Linked DNA regions of Mus musculus: region 2 is linked to region 1. Evidence: chromatin contacts called from public Hi-C data. All regions are on one chromosome and are shown on one strand. Each heading gives the region's core, a stretch centred on a gene start, on an enhancer-like site or on the middle of the called end of the contact. The rest is flanking DNA. Distances are from core to core; before and after follow the strand shown.

Region 1 (6,555 bases), core at 788-3,287:
CCAAAAGGAGAGAGAGAGAGAGAGAGAGAGAGAGAGAGAGAGAGAGAGAGAGAGAGAGATTGAGAGATGGAGAGATTTTTAATGGTGTATGGGTCTCAGCTGTCTGTAGTGTTTTGCATCTTATAAGTATACATTTTTGAAGGTTATGTTTAAGAGGTTGTATGTATATGATATTCACCTGGCCCACTCCTCCATCTTTCGGCATATGCGCCAGAGGACCCATAAGAGATTGCCCACAGCCATCTTAGTTTGGGTCCTGCTGGCACAGTGACAAAGTCACAGGTTAAGCACGTCTGAGACTGCTTGCACTGATGAGGGACACATGGCAGTATCACCATGAGCATCATTAGCAAAGGACTAGTGATGATGCAGACGGCCTGTGGCCTCCACAATGGGTTGTAGGTCACCATTTCCCTGCTCAAAGCTCACTTGTCACACCATCAGCACCACAACACTCACTGAGTCATTCCTTTAACACAAGGAACTGGCACTTGAGGGAAGCATGGTGGGGTGGGGGTGGGTGGAGGAGAGAAACCTCCTTCTTAGGAAAGGCAATGACATAATCCCATAAAAAGGGAAGCAACCAGCTGCTCGCGCCGGTCATCTGATGTCTTTTCAATGGGCCTGTAACTCACTTCGGAGAGGTTGTATCTCTATTTCACATCTGCTGAGGAGGAAGGAGAGGTCAGAGGAGGAGAGAGAGGAACACCATTCAGCCAGTGGAGTTAAGGACAGGCGTTCCCCTACAATGACATCTGACCCTATCTTGCCTGGGGTGGGTATCTTACTCCTCTTTCAGCTCTTATTATTTTTTTTGTTTAGACTTTTATTTATTTTGTATGTGCATTTATGAGGGTATGTCACATGGGCAAGGTGCTTGCAAAAGACAGGAGAAGGTGTCAGATCTCCTAGGAGTAGATATGCAGGTAGTTGCACATTATCTTACATGGATGCTGGAAACTATGCGTGCAGCAAATACTCTTAATTGCTGAGCTTCCTTGTTTTCAGGTGTGTGTGTGTGTGTGTGTGTGTGTGTGTGTGTGTGTGTGTGTGTGTGATTGGCTACCTTCAAATTTACTATGTAGCTGAGGGTGACCCTGAACTTCTGGTCTTCCTGTCTCTACTTTCCAAATGCTAGGATTAGAAGCATATAGTACACCAATAAATTTATTCATAGAATGTATAGATTGGGTCACTTAGTCCCCATAGAAGCATCCAGATGTAATTGTGGGTAAAATGCTCAGCTAGACTTTTTAAGCCAAGAGACCAGCAAAGCTATTCATAAAGTATGGACATATGCTTCATGCTAGCAGACACACACACACACACACACACACACACACACACACACACACACACACGTATATATATTTAACTCTGCCACAGAGAATTCACAGCTTTAGGAATGGCTACAGGTATACTACAGAATCCAGTTTTCCTAAGTTAAGACCCCCATGAGGTTCACATAAATGAATGTGAGAGTCACAAAAATTGGCAGCAGTGAATGATTTCTGTACATCCTATGACCCAATATTAATTCAAGATCAAATGGGAACTGAATCATAGCATTTTTGCAGTGTTCCTCTTTTGATCACACCACAGCTTCAGTTCTGAACTCCTGTGTTCTCAGCAGCAGGCATGCTGCAACACCATGCAATGTTAGAAGTACCTCAGCTTCAAGACCACTAGCTAAGAACACATTGTATACTCAATACTGTCTGCTTTTATAGAAATATTAATAGTTTAATTATGGAAAGCAAAGACTTTTAATATTTTTCTACCATTACTCCTCAGTATATTTTAGTTGTGTTATATTCAAGTGTTTGATTTGTAAATTGCTATTTGAATTGTTGATTGCATTTTTCAGAATAAATCAATCAGTAGAGGAGGAGGAAGAAGAAGAAGAAGAGGAGGAGGAGGAGGAGGAGGAGGAGGAGGAGGAGGAGGAGGAGGAATCCGCAGCAGCATACAGTGCACTCAGTTTACTGGTGAGTGAGGTCAGGGTCTTGTAAGGCCAGGCAAGCACAGCAGCCTCATCCCCAACCCAGCTCCCTGCATTGAACACTAGGGGGAGAGTCCTGGAGTCAGTGCAATCCTAGCCTCTGTTGTTGTGGGGAATTCCTTTTCCTTTTCTTTTAAAATCTGCAGCAGGAACTTCAGCATCTTCCATGTACACAGGGTGTATGTAAGTCTCACTCTCTGACTTGCCACTTTGCTCTTCAGTCCTCCATAAATACACAGATGCCCAGAAGTAGTGTTCATTAACCTGTTTAATCTCCATCAATGCCATCCCTCAGACCCCTAGCCTACCCTCTCTCCTGTTCCATCTTGGGTTGCCTATAGACTGTTCTAGAAGGAGGTCTAAGCCCCTGCCATCTTGAAGGAGAAGCCAGTAATGGGCTCCATCCCATTAGAGGAGTAAACATGCTGGCTGTGGGAGTGGTCTGGACCAGGAGCTTCTCCCCAAAGCAGTACCACATGCACATTTGAGGCTGCAAATAAGAAAGAATTTTCTGGCTGGAGGAACTGCTAAATAGCAGGGTGGGTAACCAAGGGAGGTCCCGGAATCTCCTCTCGAGATCTTTGAAACTAAGATACAATCTCCCATGTCTGCGATAATTTTTTGCAGTCCTGACTAGAGACAGATGGAGGAGGTGCCTCACAGAGACTCCTCCCTAGGCCTGTGATCTGCCTCTTGCCTTCAGTTTGGGCTAAGCTCCTGGGGAGTCGCTTCCCGGGGAAGCTCTGGGATGTAGAGCAGGCTTGTTTACATCAGCCTCTCTTCCTCACACCTCTTTCCTTGTTCTCAGATGGAAAGCTGGTCAAAGGTCAGGGTTGCCCAACTGCCCACACATAGTTTGGTAGTAGCATCAGACTCCGGCAAAACAGAGGGTTGATTCTAATGTCTGTGCATCTACCCCAAGCTCAGAACCTGGGTGAGAACAGAGACAATTAGCTTTTGCTAACAATCCATTCCAAATGAGAATATGATCCCGCTAATTGATTTTAAATAGATTTTTAAAAAGGATCCTTGGCCGTACTTCATCCTGAATACAACAGAGTTTCAAAAGTGTTCATTCCAGGGTTGGTTTCTTTCCCCCCTTTCTTCTGGCTTAAACCCCAAATGGCCAAGATCCCAGTCTGAATAAACAGTGTGGGTGGTGACTGTTCTGTGGGGCCCTGTAGAGGATGCAATCACTTTCCTTCTCTGCTCAGCATTAAATCATGTAAAAGTAGCTGGGGACTCCACCACCTCCTCACCAAGGAACCAAGGGGGCAGCTTAACGTGTATTCTTTGCCCAGGGAGGGATGGAGCAGGAAAGGATTTCTCCTAGCTGTGAGCATTTGATTATGCATAAAGTTCATTGACCTCACAGGCAGCTGTCAGATGATCTTGCTAAGGCCTGTGAATGGCATCCCAGGAATGCAGTGATGTGGGCAGAAACCCAGTGAGTTCATGCCACCAAGTGCTTTAAATGGGACAAATGAGTGGCTGACCAGAATGCCTCCAGTGGGAACAGAACCAGAGGATAATCAGTAATTCAATATCACCTAAGCATTGCTGGATCTTCAAAAGTGATCCCTGGAAATCAGAAACTCGGGACAACTCCCATAGGGTCCTGAGGGGGTTGGGAGGCATGGTAATGGGAGGCTGAGTGGGAAGCCAGTCTGCAGGGTTACTGCTGTAGCAGGCTGCAAATAAGGCACTTTCAGTATTCCCTCCCTTCTTAAAAGGTAATGCTTTCTGCCTTTCCTGCCACTGACACCAGAGGAAACCGAGGAAGCAATACATTCCTAAGGACGCTGTGGGGCTTGAAGGGGACAGTGGAGTCTCTGTTTATTTAGACAGTTTTGATATAATACAGCCCTACATGTGTATGCAGTAAGTATACCTACTTGTCAGTAAATGCCCTGAAATACTTTTTATGCAAAGTGGGCTGCTACATTCTCCTCTTTTTCATCCTATCTGGGGCAGCCTCTGCTCTACAGGCAACCGGGGTATGGAGTATGGGAAAGTGTTGGACCCAACTGGTCTCTGCTTCTGGGTAAAAGGAGACAGGGAGTTCCCATCAGTGCGGTCAGATGGTTAAGGGCTGGGGGGTCTCTGACTCTGGAGGAACTTGAACTACTTGGGCTTGGTGCTTCTTCAAACACTTCTGTTACCTTGTTGAGTATTTGATAGTTTCTTTCAGTAGCTTTCTCACCTAATGCACTCACTTTATCTATCAAAATATTATGCTTTGCATGGGTAAATACCTCACAGTCATATCTTAAGTCAAGACTGCATTGCATTAGCTCTGGTCCCTTTGGTACTATGAATATAAAGAATGAGCAGCTGGAATTTAGCCAACAATTTTGATATCCCACTGGAAGCAGAACAGAAGGAATCTTACTTATCTCACTTTTAAAGTAACCCGAAATTCTAAAGTCCTTTACCAAATAAACCACCTAAATTTGAATGTATGCTCTGTCTATATCCATGTCAACTTAGTGAAGTGTTCCAAAAGCACACGGTGGAGGCTGGGGATGGAGCTCAGTTGGCAGAGTGTTGCCTAGCATTCACAAACTCTTGGACTTGATACTCAGGATCAATTATATAAACTGAGTATGGTGTTATACACCTGCAATCCCAGAATTTCGGAGGCAGGAGGATCAGAGTTCATGGTCATCCTCAACTACAGAGTGAGTTGAGGTCAGCTTGGGAGATAGGTTTCCTGTCTCAAGAAATGAACTGAAGGAGGGAAAGCGTCAGGTAAACTCTGTGTTACGTGAAAACTAAAGAGAGATACATCCTCAAACAGGTTTTAGGTGAAAAGGCACATTCTAATCACAACAGCCTCAATCTGGACAGGGTTCCTTTCAGGTAGGAGGTGGTGACTGGACCCTTAAAGGGTGTCAACAGGCCAATAAGAATTTACTGACAGTTCATTTACAATTAGGCATGATGGAACTCTACAGAAGAGTCACACTACTGCATGGCTAGTAGTCTATAATTTTAGTCTTCTTTTTAAGCCTTCCACTGATGTCTGAGTGGCTCTCTTTCAAAGTCCTTTGAGATCTACAGCATTTATTTTTATTTTGTTGAGTGAACAGTCAGTAAAAAGGGAAAAGGAATTCTTTCTATCTGCAGCCTGAGCAAGAAAAGCCTTCCTTCAACTCTTCAAACATCTTTATAAGTATGATTATCCCCATAGTGACAGGAAGCTTGCTTCCTGATAAAGACATTTGCACACAAAGTAATATCTGAACTCACTTCCACCCTGTGACTACCACAATTTATAAAATTCCATGAGAGAAGTGACTTATATGTCTCATGAAGTTCCTATTGGGAAATTACTGGTAGCCACAGTTACCACAGTTATGGAAGTAATATCTGTGCAGAGCTCGATTCCTTCTCTTCATCGGGGCCTCACCATCTCTGAACTACCATAGCAACTTAGCTGTTTCTTGTTGATAATACATGCTACCTTCTGCCTTGTCAGATGGAGGTTGACTTGTCTATGTTAGACTGTAAGTCTTTGGGCCTCAGGGACAGCTCCACTCATCTTTACACTCCCCGGTGTCATTAACAGAATTGGTAACCAATAAAATGAATGAGTGAGTAAATTTTATGAGATCCTTGGATGTTTTCAGTTAAGGACCAGATAGGAAAATGTCTCAAGCCATATGGTCTCTATCATAATTATTCATCACTGCAGTTAGAGTGAGAAAAGAGACATAAACAAATGAGCATAATATGTTCCAATAAAGCTTTATTTACAAAAAACCAACTGGTGAGTCTTAGTGAAAGCACTGAGTACTATAATACCAGGAAAGATATGCCCACTGGTACAATAGTTGCAAGCCTGTTGGTAGATAGTGACAATCGCTCTCCAATTGATTGGGAGGCCTGGGGGTCACATCTGTTATTTAATGGTCAAATGTCCCTGGCTATGGAGGTTATGGTTCTATAGTGGGTAAGCTGTGTTGTTGTTTTTCTGTGGACAAGAGGATGTGCCCTTCAAATTGTCCTCTAAATCAGAGGTTCTCAACCTGTGGGTTACAACCACTTTGGGAGTCACATATCAGATATCCTGCATTTCCAATATTTACAATTCATAACAGTAGCAAAATTACAGTTATGAAGTATCACCAAAAATAATTTTGTGGTTGGGGGTGTGTTAAAGGGGTGCAGCATTAGGAAGGTTGAGAGCCACTGGGATAACCGTTTACTTTTATGAGTATGGCTTATAGTTTCTGTCAGCTTTGGTTAAGGAAAATTGTTTTTGCAGTGGGAAGCAGTAACATTAGAGACTCATAGCTTGTCAGAGTGCTGAGAATAAGTAACTGTTGACTACTAATCCATAAATAGGACATCTTTATCATTCCTTTCAAGATTCAGGGTACGTGAGAGCAGAGGGAGTGGTAGGAGATGAAGGAAGAAGTTGCTGTGGAATGTTGTCTCCTAGGTATGGCAAGGTCATTTCAACTTTGAACTCACACAGCTGTGATTACTTGTACACGGCCCTCTCAAGATTAGGCCCATCACCATCCTGTCATGAGGTAGGGAGGGAT
Region 2 (7,054 bases), core at 926-3,425, 67 kb after region 1:
AAATTTGCATAAAATCTGGAACCAAGAGAGCTTGGCTAGGTTTGGAAGCCTCACTCTTTTCTCCATGATGCTATGACCACCACTATTTGTCACCATTTACAAAGTGGTCTAGCAAGACAGACCCCCTGTTAGAGTCAACATAAAAGTAAAATCTTCTATGCCCACTTGGAAATTGGCATCCTCTGGGTAAAGGGGTAGGGAGCCCAGCCATATCATATGGCTGCTGCATCGTTTGTTATGACAAGAGTCAATTTACAAGATTCTGACTTATGGCAAGAAAACAGCTTCAGGGGATGTCCTAATGACCCATGACTGTACACATGCCCATGTGCTGGGGAGCTCAGATTTGGGCCTCCAGAACCCTGGAAAACCAAACCCATTACCCCTTATTCCAAAGAGACTTGGCTTCCATCCCCAGGGCAACATTCGCCCAGAGTCATTTCCACCTCTCTGCCAGGTGCATTGAGGTAAAAATTCAAGGTGACTAATGGCCTCTAAACCCACTGAGCCATCTTTCTTTCTCTGGACCAAAGGATGCACCAGTTAAATGAAGTAACACTCAACATGACAGCTAAACAAAGTAAATCACGCAAGGCCAAGTGTAGAAGAGAGAACAGAACACAATCAGACACTATTTTATATTGGTTATTTTTATCTTACCCGCCCAGTTCTCTCTAAGGCTATTCCCCAGGGAAATTCCAGTTTCATTACAAAACTGGTTTCTTGTGCCAGGGGAAAGGCTGTGCTGTTGTTATCATTACCATTGTTATTACTGCTAAGGTCATCTCAGATACTCTGTCTACACAAGATAGATGGTTTCCTAAACAAGCGTCCTGCGGCTGCTCACGTTTGCCCCGAGTCATCACATCCAAGGCCTTGAGAGAAGCAGCTTTCTGGAAACTCAAGTCTGGAACAACAGTAGTAGTGTGTCTACACAAGCTACTCTGGTGCTGGTTAGGTTCAACCCCAGCTTCACCCTGCAATCACTGCCATTAGTCACCTCCCCAGACCATTGGGCCCAATGGCCACTCTGCACTTCCTTTCAGGATAGCTCACAGGTCTGTAATCTACTTCTTTGTTTCTCCATCACAGGCAATGTTGGTATCAGGAACCAGCTTTTTTTTTTTTTTGGTTGCAGGTTCCCTCCGGTGATGTCACCCATAGGGGACAGGGACCCATGCATCTGTTGCCATGGCAATTGCCATACATTCCCAGTATCCATCTGGTTTACCTCTCATGCAAGCGGTTAAATCAGACTAAATAAAAGGCAGACCCTCTTGAACTTTGCCCTCTCTTTTCTCTCTTCTCCCTTCATCTCCATCACCCTGTTTGCCCTCTTCCTTCACAATAAACCTCTCTCATTGGCCTGGTGTGGTGTGTCCAGACTCCAACCGCAATTCTATCACAACAGGTCAGGCCTCCAACCAGGCCAGATGCTATCATACCCTACTGTCCAAAATGGTGGTTAAGGGTCAGTCTATGTGAAGTAGCCTCCCCAGAGCCACTCTAGCTGACACAGAATGCCAGTGACCCTTATAAATAAGTGACTTTATACACAGAAAGAGATAAAGATTCAATGGTAAAGCCAAAACTCCCCCTGTAAACTGCTGTATGCCCACTTGAGAGTTCTCACCTAACTCTCCACTCTAAAGTAAGGTAGGAGAAGAGAAAAAGCACAAAGCAGGTCAGCAAACACTGACTTAAACTCTGCACCCCACTCACCTTCTCTTTCACAGTGAGTTGAAATGAATTGTCTCACAAAGTGGGTTTTTCAGATGGCTGAAGCCTAAACTTTCAAAAAATGTTAACCATTTAGAATGGAGGGGTTTCTGCAAATCATTGCCCTCTTTTTCTGGATTTTCCACCTGTTGCTGTGAGCAATTCCCTTGTCTGGAGAGCGCTGTGCTGAGTTGGGTAGGAGTTGAGAAGGACCTCTGGGGTCCTGAGTCTGCTCCATACACAGGGCTGCAGAAGATCATCAGCCTTTTCAGCTGCCAGGCTGCCCTTCACAGCAGAGTGACATCAGTTTTGATTGACAACTCGCTTGGCCTGAGAAGTGCCGAGGAGTTATTTAAAGCTTAGCTCTAGCATTTCCACAGACAGTTTTAGTGTGAGGGTTCCGACCTCATCAACGGTGCCACCCACTGAATGGGCTGTTGGGAAATAGTGAGAGGCTAGGCATGGCTGAAGGGAGCAGGCCATTGAGGGTAGGATTTGAAAGAATATCTTGCTGTAGCTTCTTCCTCTTTCTGTTCTGCTTCCTGTCATGAGATGAACAGCTTCTTTCTCTTCTCTTCTGCTGCCATGATACTCAGCATCACCATCAGCCCAGAACCAGTGGGGTCAAGAACAATGAGCTAAGCTCTGAACCTGACAATTAAAGTCACTCTTGCCCCGTTTAGTTGTTTCTGTTAGAGAGTTGGCTACACAGCAAGAAAAATACCATCAGACTCTAAAACAATTGTTTTAATAATGTGTAGATCTCTCTCATTTAACTTGGTTTTGGTTTAATGCATTTGCTGTCATGATTGGCTGATGGAAAAACATCAATACTCTTGTGAGAAAATGCCTTGTGAATGCAAATTGGCTAAATTGTTATTCTGCTTTGAAAAGGTGTGGAATAGCCAGGTTTATAGGCAGAGAAAGCAGAGGTTGTTCCCCAGAAAAGGAAAAAAAAAATCAGAGTTATTATTTGATGGGAGGAGACTTTCTTTGGGGATCACACAAGTCCTAGTGATGGAAAATGATGGCAACTGTACAGCATTAAACAGCATTGTTAAAATGACATGGAGCTCAGTGGCAGAGGGCGCACTTAGCGTGGTGGTTTGAATAAGAAGGCCTCCCATATGCTCGTTAGCCACTGGAGAGCAGAACTGTTTAAGAAAGATTAGAAGGATTAGGAGGTGTGACCTTGTTGGAGGAAATATGTCACTGGTGGACTTTGAGATCTCAAAAGCCTAAGCCAAGCCAAGTGGCTCTCTCTGCCACACTCTCTCTGTCTGTCTGTCTCTGCTTGCTGTCTCTCTGTCTGTCTCTCTCGGCCTGCTGCCCGTGCATTTGGATGCAAGCTCTCAGCTACTGCTCCAGCATCATACCTATCTGCCTGTTGCTATACTCCCTGCCATAATAATAATGATTTTAACCTTCTAGAACTGTAAGCAAGTACCCAAATAAATTATTTCTTTTATAAAAGTTGCTATGGTTGTGGTGTCTTTTCACAATAGAAGAGTAAACTAGGGTGCTTAGTGTACTTGGAGTCTCTGGTTCAATACCAAATACCACAAAAAATAATAAAATATGACTTTTAGCTAGGTATGGTAAGTCATGCCATTAACCCCAGTACTAAAGAGGTGAATACAGGAGGGTCTATACAACCTCAAGTATTGCTTCTTCAGTACTCAGAACAGTACAGGTAAGGTCTAGAGCCATCTAAGGCACAGAGTGGAAACCTGTCTCAAAAACAACAAAACCTAGCAAACTCGGTAAATTCTAATACACATACACACACTGTTTCTTTGCAAGTTGGCTAGGGAACGGTGACCGAGTCCGCAGTGGCTCTGGATGTAAATGCTAGCAAGCTCACCCTGCACAGCTGCTGTTGTATGGAACGGCCACCACTGAGCAGAGATTGCTGAAGACATTAATGTGTCTGTAGTTCTGAAAGCTTCCTCCACACAGATTACAGTTCTGTGACAAAAGGTTGCTGTTTCTTGGGTACATCAGGAGGAAACCCAAGAGAACTGAGGTCAAAGCGTGGGACTTTCTTCCTCTCACACCAAAGCCAAAGTCCTCCCCTGTCCTTAAAGCAGCACTTGTTACACACACTCTACTAAAAGATGGGAGACACTGGGAGTGGGAATACACTGGGATAGTCAGGGTTTAAAAAAAATACAGCAGCCTTTTCAATACTACATTGTTGGGTTATTCCTTATAAATTAAAACAAGAATAAACAGTTGGCTAGTTCAGTCACCACCACAGAGGCTGGGCATTTGAGGAGCCTCATGTTGAACTCTGTCTTGCCTAATGAAAGGTTATTATTTTCCCTGGACCTAAATAACAATTTCTCTTCCTTTTTTTTTTTTGGCGTCTTAAGAAATACTATGCTATTCTGCTCTTAAAAGTGTTAACATTAGTTAGGCTTGGAAAAAAACATTTAATTTTGTATTTATCTATGCTTTACTAAAAAAATAATACATGTGATTCTTTTTGTTGACTCTTGAGTTTTACATTCTGCATGTGAACTTGAAGTTATTTAAATTTTCGACTCATCTATGCTTAGTAATGAAGAAATTTATCAATTTAAAAAGAGAGAAAGAGAAGAAAAGAGACATTTGGCCAGGCGTGGTGGTCTGCACCTTTAATCCTAGTACATAGTGGGTAGAGGCAGGCAGATCTCTGAGTTTGAGTCAGCCTGGTCTACATGACAAGTTCCACACTGGTCAGAGATACATACAGAGGCCTTGTCTCAGACAAAACATAACAGAAACATTTCATAAGAAAGCAGGAAGAATGTCCTCACTAGTCAGAGTTTGGTGTCTACATTTCACTGAAGAAAAGCATTTCCCGGCCTACCCTGGCGCTCCCTGAGCCCTGTGATTCAGCACTGCATGCATCCCAGTCAAGAGTTACTATGGAAGCACCCTCGAGTTCTGGGACGCAGGCATGGAAACCTCATCTGGCCGGAGGTAGGTTTATTTCTGAGTAGAAGAAAATTTACAGCTAACTTTTAAAGGAGATACATCATCTCCTTGTAAATGTGAGCAACATGTCATTCCACCCCCTGGACGCTGGAAAAAAAACACACACACAAAGGTCTAGCCTAAAAAAAGAACGGCCAGGGAGTCAGGAGGACAGAGGACCTGAAGCCACAGACCTTCCCACCTTTTTATTAAAGGCATTAGGCAGGTTACAATTTGCTGGTGAAGTCACTGCCTGGATGGAGGACAGCACGGTGGGGGGGGGGGGGGTGTTATTCTGAATATGCTGACCCCTGGAAGAGCACAGCAGTCAGGTGTCTGGCCCTGAACAAAACAACGGTGACCACTTATTTTTCCAAAAGCTGCACAGATGCTGGAGCCAGAGAAGAAAGAAACAGAAAAGACTCCTTTAAAAGCTTCATTTTTTTTTTTCCCCTCAGCTCTGTGAAAGACTGTTTGGACCCCATAAAGTGGGAAAGATTTCATCTCCTTGTTACTGAAATGCAGATGACTAAGTGGCTTCTTAAAGAAAACAAAACAAAAACAAAAACAAGAACCTCGCATGTATCCATTTGTCATTCTGAATGGATCTGTGTTTAAACGCTTACATTTTTCTTTAAGTCCTATAGGACTTTAGTTAGCAGTGGGGTTGCCTGAATGTAAGAGCTGGTCTTGCCTCTCAGTGGAGAGGTCGTGCGGTTTCTGAATCTCTAATTCTGCTTTCCATTCTTAGGAGGTTACTAAGGTTAAACATAGGGTCTGGCACTTATGGGAGTTCAATAAGTGCTCGTGTCCTTCCTTCCTTATGCTTAACGCCCAGTCCAATAGCCAGTGCTACAATAAATAGAAGGGGGTGAGACCAACAAGAGATCCAGAAGTGGAGGGGTGCTTCAAGCACGTAATCCAAAAATAGTAGTTCTCTTTAATTAATGTTGCTGCATAGTAACTGACCTGAAACTGATGGTAAACTTAAGGGTAGAACACTAAATTTGGGGTGGTTTATGAACAAAGGCCTTTATCCTTTGCTGTGTGAACTGCAGTGATGCTCCAAAACACACAAGCCCACCTTGCCTCACGCACACCAGCCGCACACACCCTTCCTTAGTCTGCGGCTTTCCTGCTATTCAGGTAGTTACCTATGCACAATGCTCACCTCCCCATGCTGTAGGAGGCGAGGGCTGAAGGAAAAAGGGCTACTGAACATTGTATTTTCAGCTCTGGTCTTCTAGAACAGCGCCTGGCACACAATTTGTTTTGCTTTGTTGTTGTTTACCATGTGACTCTGGACATGCTATATAGACCAGGCTGGCCTCATGTCAAAAGACACCTGCCTGTGCCCGCTTTTCTTAAATACTAGGATTAAAGGTTTATACCAGCAGTGCAGGCTGACCTTGAACTACAAGTAATCCTCCAGCCCTAGTCTTGAGTGCTGAAATTCCAGATATGAGCTACCAAGACCAACAGTAAGAATTTTTTGACATATTCTGGATGGAGCCTCACACCAATGGGCAAACACTACTGCCTCGCAATGACCTCATAAATGCTTCCTTGAAGGGAAAGAGTAGAGTCCATGGCCCTTTTAGCACTTCTGTGCTACCTAAAGATGAAAGCTATGCTATTCTTTTTTAATTTAATGAACGCGTGCTTATACCATTTACCTAGAGAGGAGCCCATTTTTAAATGCAAATAAAAACCATAGTTGCTGGTTAGGTAGTGACAACCAAGGCCACCATCTGTGCTGGTCACCAGGTTTTGCTGTCTCTCTGTTGAGGCCTGTGTGTGTGTGTGTGTGTGTGTGTGTGTGTGTGTGGTAGTTTATAGAATTGTTTCATGCAGTAATATAGACGTCTCCAATTAGCCCTTTAGTACTGTTCTTTTAGAGCCAAGACCACCTGCCTCATAAGTCTCCACAGGGTCCTGAGCTCATATATGGACATCAGGCATTCTATTAGTGTGTGTGTGTGCGTGTGCGCGTGTGCGTGTGCGTGTGCGTGTGTGTGTGTGTGTGTGTGTGTGTGTGTATTTAGCCTTGAATCAATCACAGGTTAGGCAGACATTCTATCATTAAGCCACATTTTAACTTTTGTGATTTATTTATGTTGCAATAGAAAGCAGTAGAGGATACATATTTCCAAAATTAAATAGGGTTGATTCAATTCCTATTAAATAATCGGGTGTCTTAGGACAGTGGTTCTCAACTTCCTAACACTGTGACCCTTTCATACAGATTCTCATGTTGTGATGACTCACCAACCATAAAATGATTTTCGCTGCTACTCCATAACTGCGATTTTGCTACGGTTATGAATCATAGTGTAAATATCTGTGTTTTCCAATAGTCTTAGGCTACCCCTGT

The links. Hi-C and Micro-C count contacts between places; a contact is called where the count stands out from the background.
Region 2: a contact with region 1 is called in a Hi-C map of bone marrow-derived macrophages, with 2.4 times the contacts expected there. The contact joins two enhancer-like sites. A contact is called at or near these places in 2 of 15 datasets of contacts at CTCF or cohesin (CD8 T cells and the NIH/3T3 cell line), 52 of 484 Hi-C or Micro-C datasets (B cells, the C2C12 cell line, CD4 T cells and 33 more) and 8 of 115 datasets of contacts at active chromatin or transcription factors (the 230-238 cell line, CD8 T cells, the HPC-7 cell line and 4 more).

What each region holds. Positions count from the first base shown.
Region 1 is chr1:106,626,859-106,633,413 of GRCm38.p6, forward strand. All of the region lies in intron 1 of Bcl2 (B cell leukemia/lymphoma 2), which reads right to left. Among named protein-coding and RNA genes, the nearest start is that of Gm37053, 15 kb to the left of the region's middle. Within about 2 kb of position 2,038, at least 189 of the 459 cell types and tissues checked have an H3K27ac peak or open chromatin away from gene starts, as enhancers often do. A contact at or near this core is called in the HPC-7 cell line, bone marrow-derived macrophages, macrophages and 2 more, where this site is marked.
Region 2 is chr1:106,693,741-106,700,794 of GRCm38.p6, forward strand. All of the region lies in intron 1 of Bcl2 (B cell leukemia/lymphoma 2), which reads right to left. Among named protein-coding and RNA genes, the nearest start is that of Bcl2, 17 kb to the right of the region's middle. Within about 2 kb of position 2,176, at least 47 of the 459 cell types and tissues checked have an H3K27ac peak or open chromatin away from gene starts, as enhancers often do. A contact at or near this core is called in the HPC-7 cell line, bone marrow-derived macrophages, macrophages and 2 more, where this site is marked.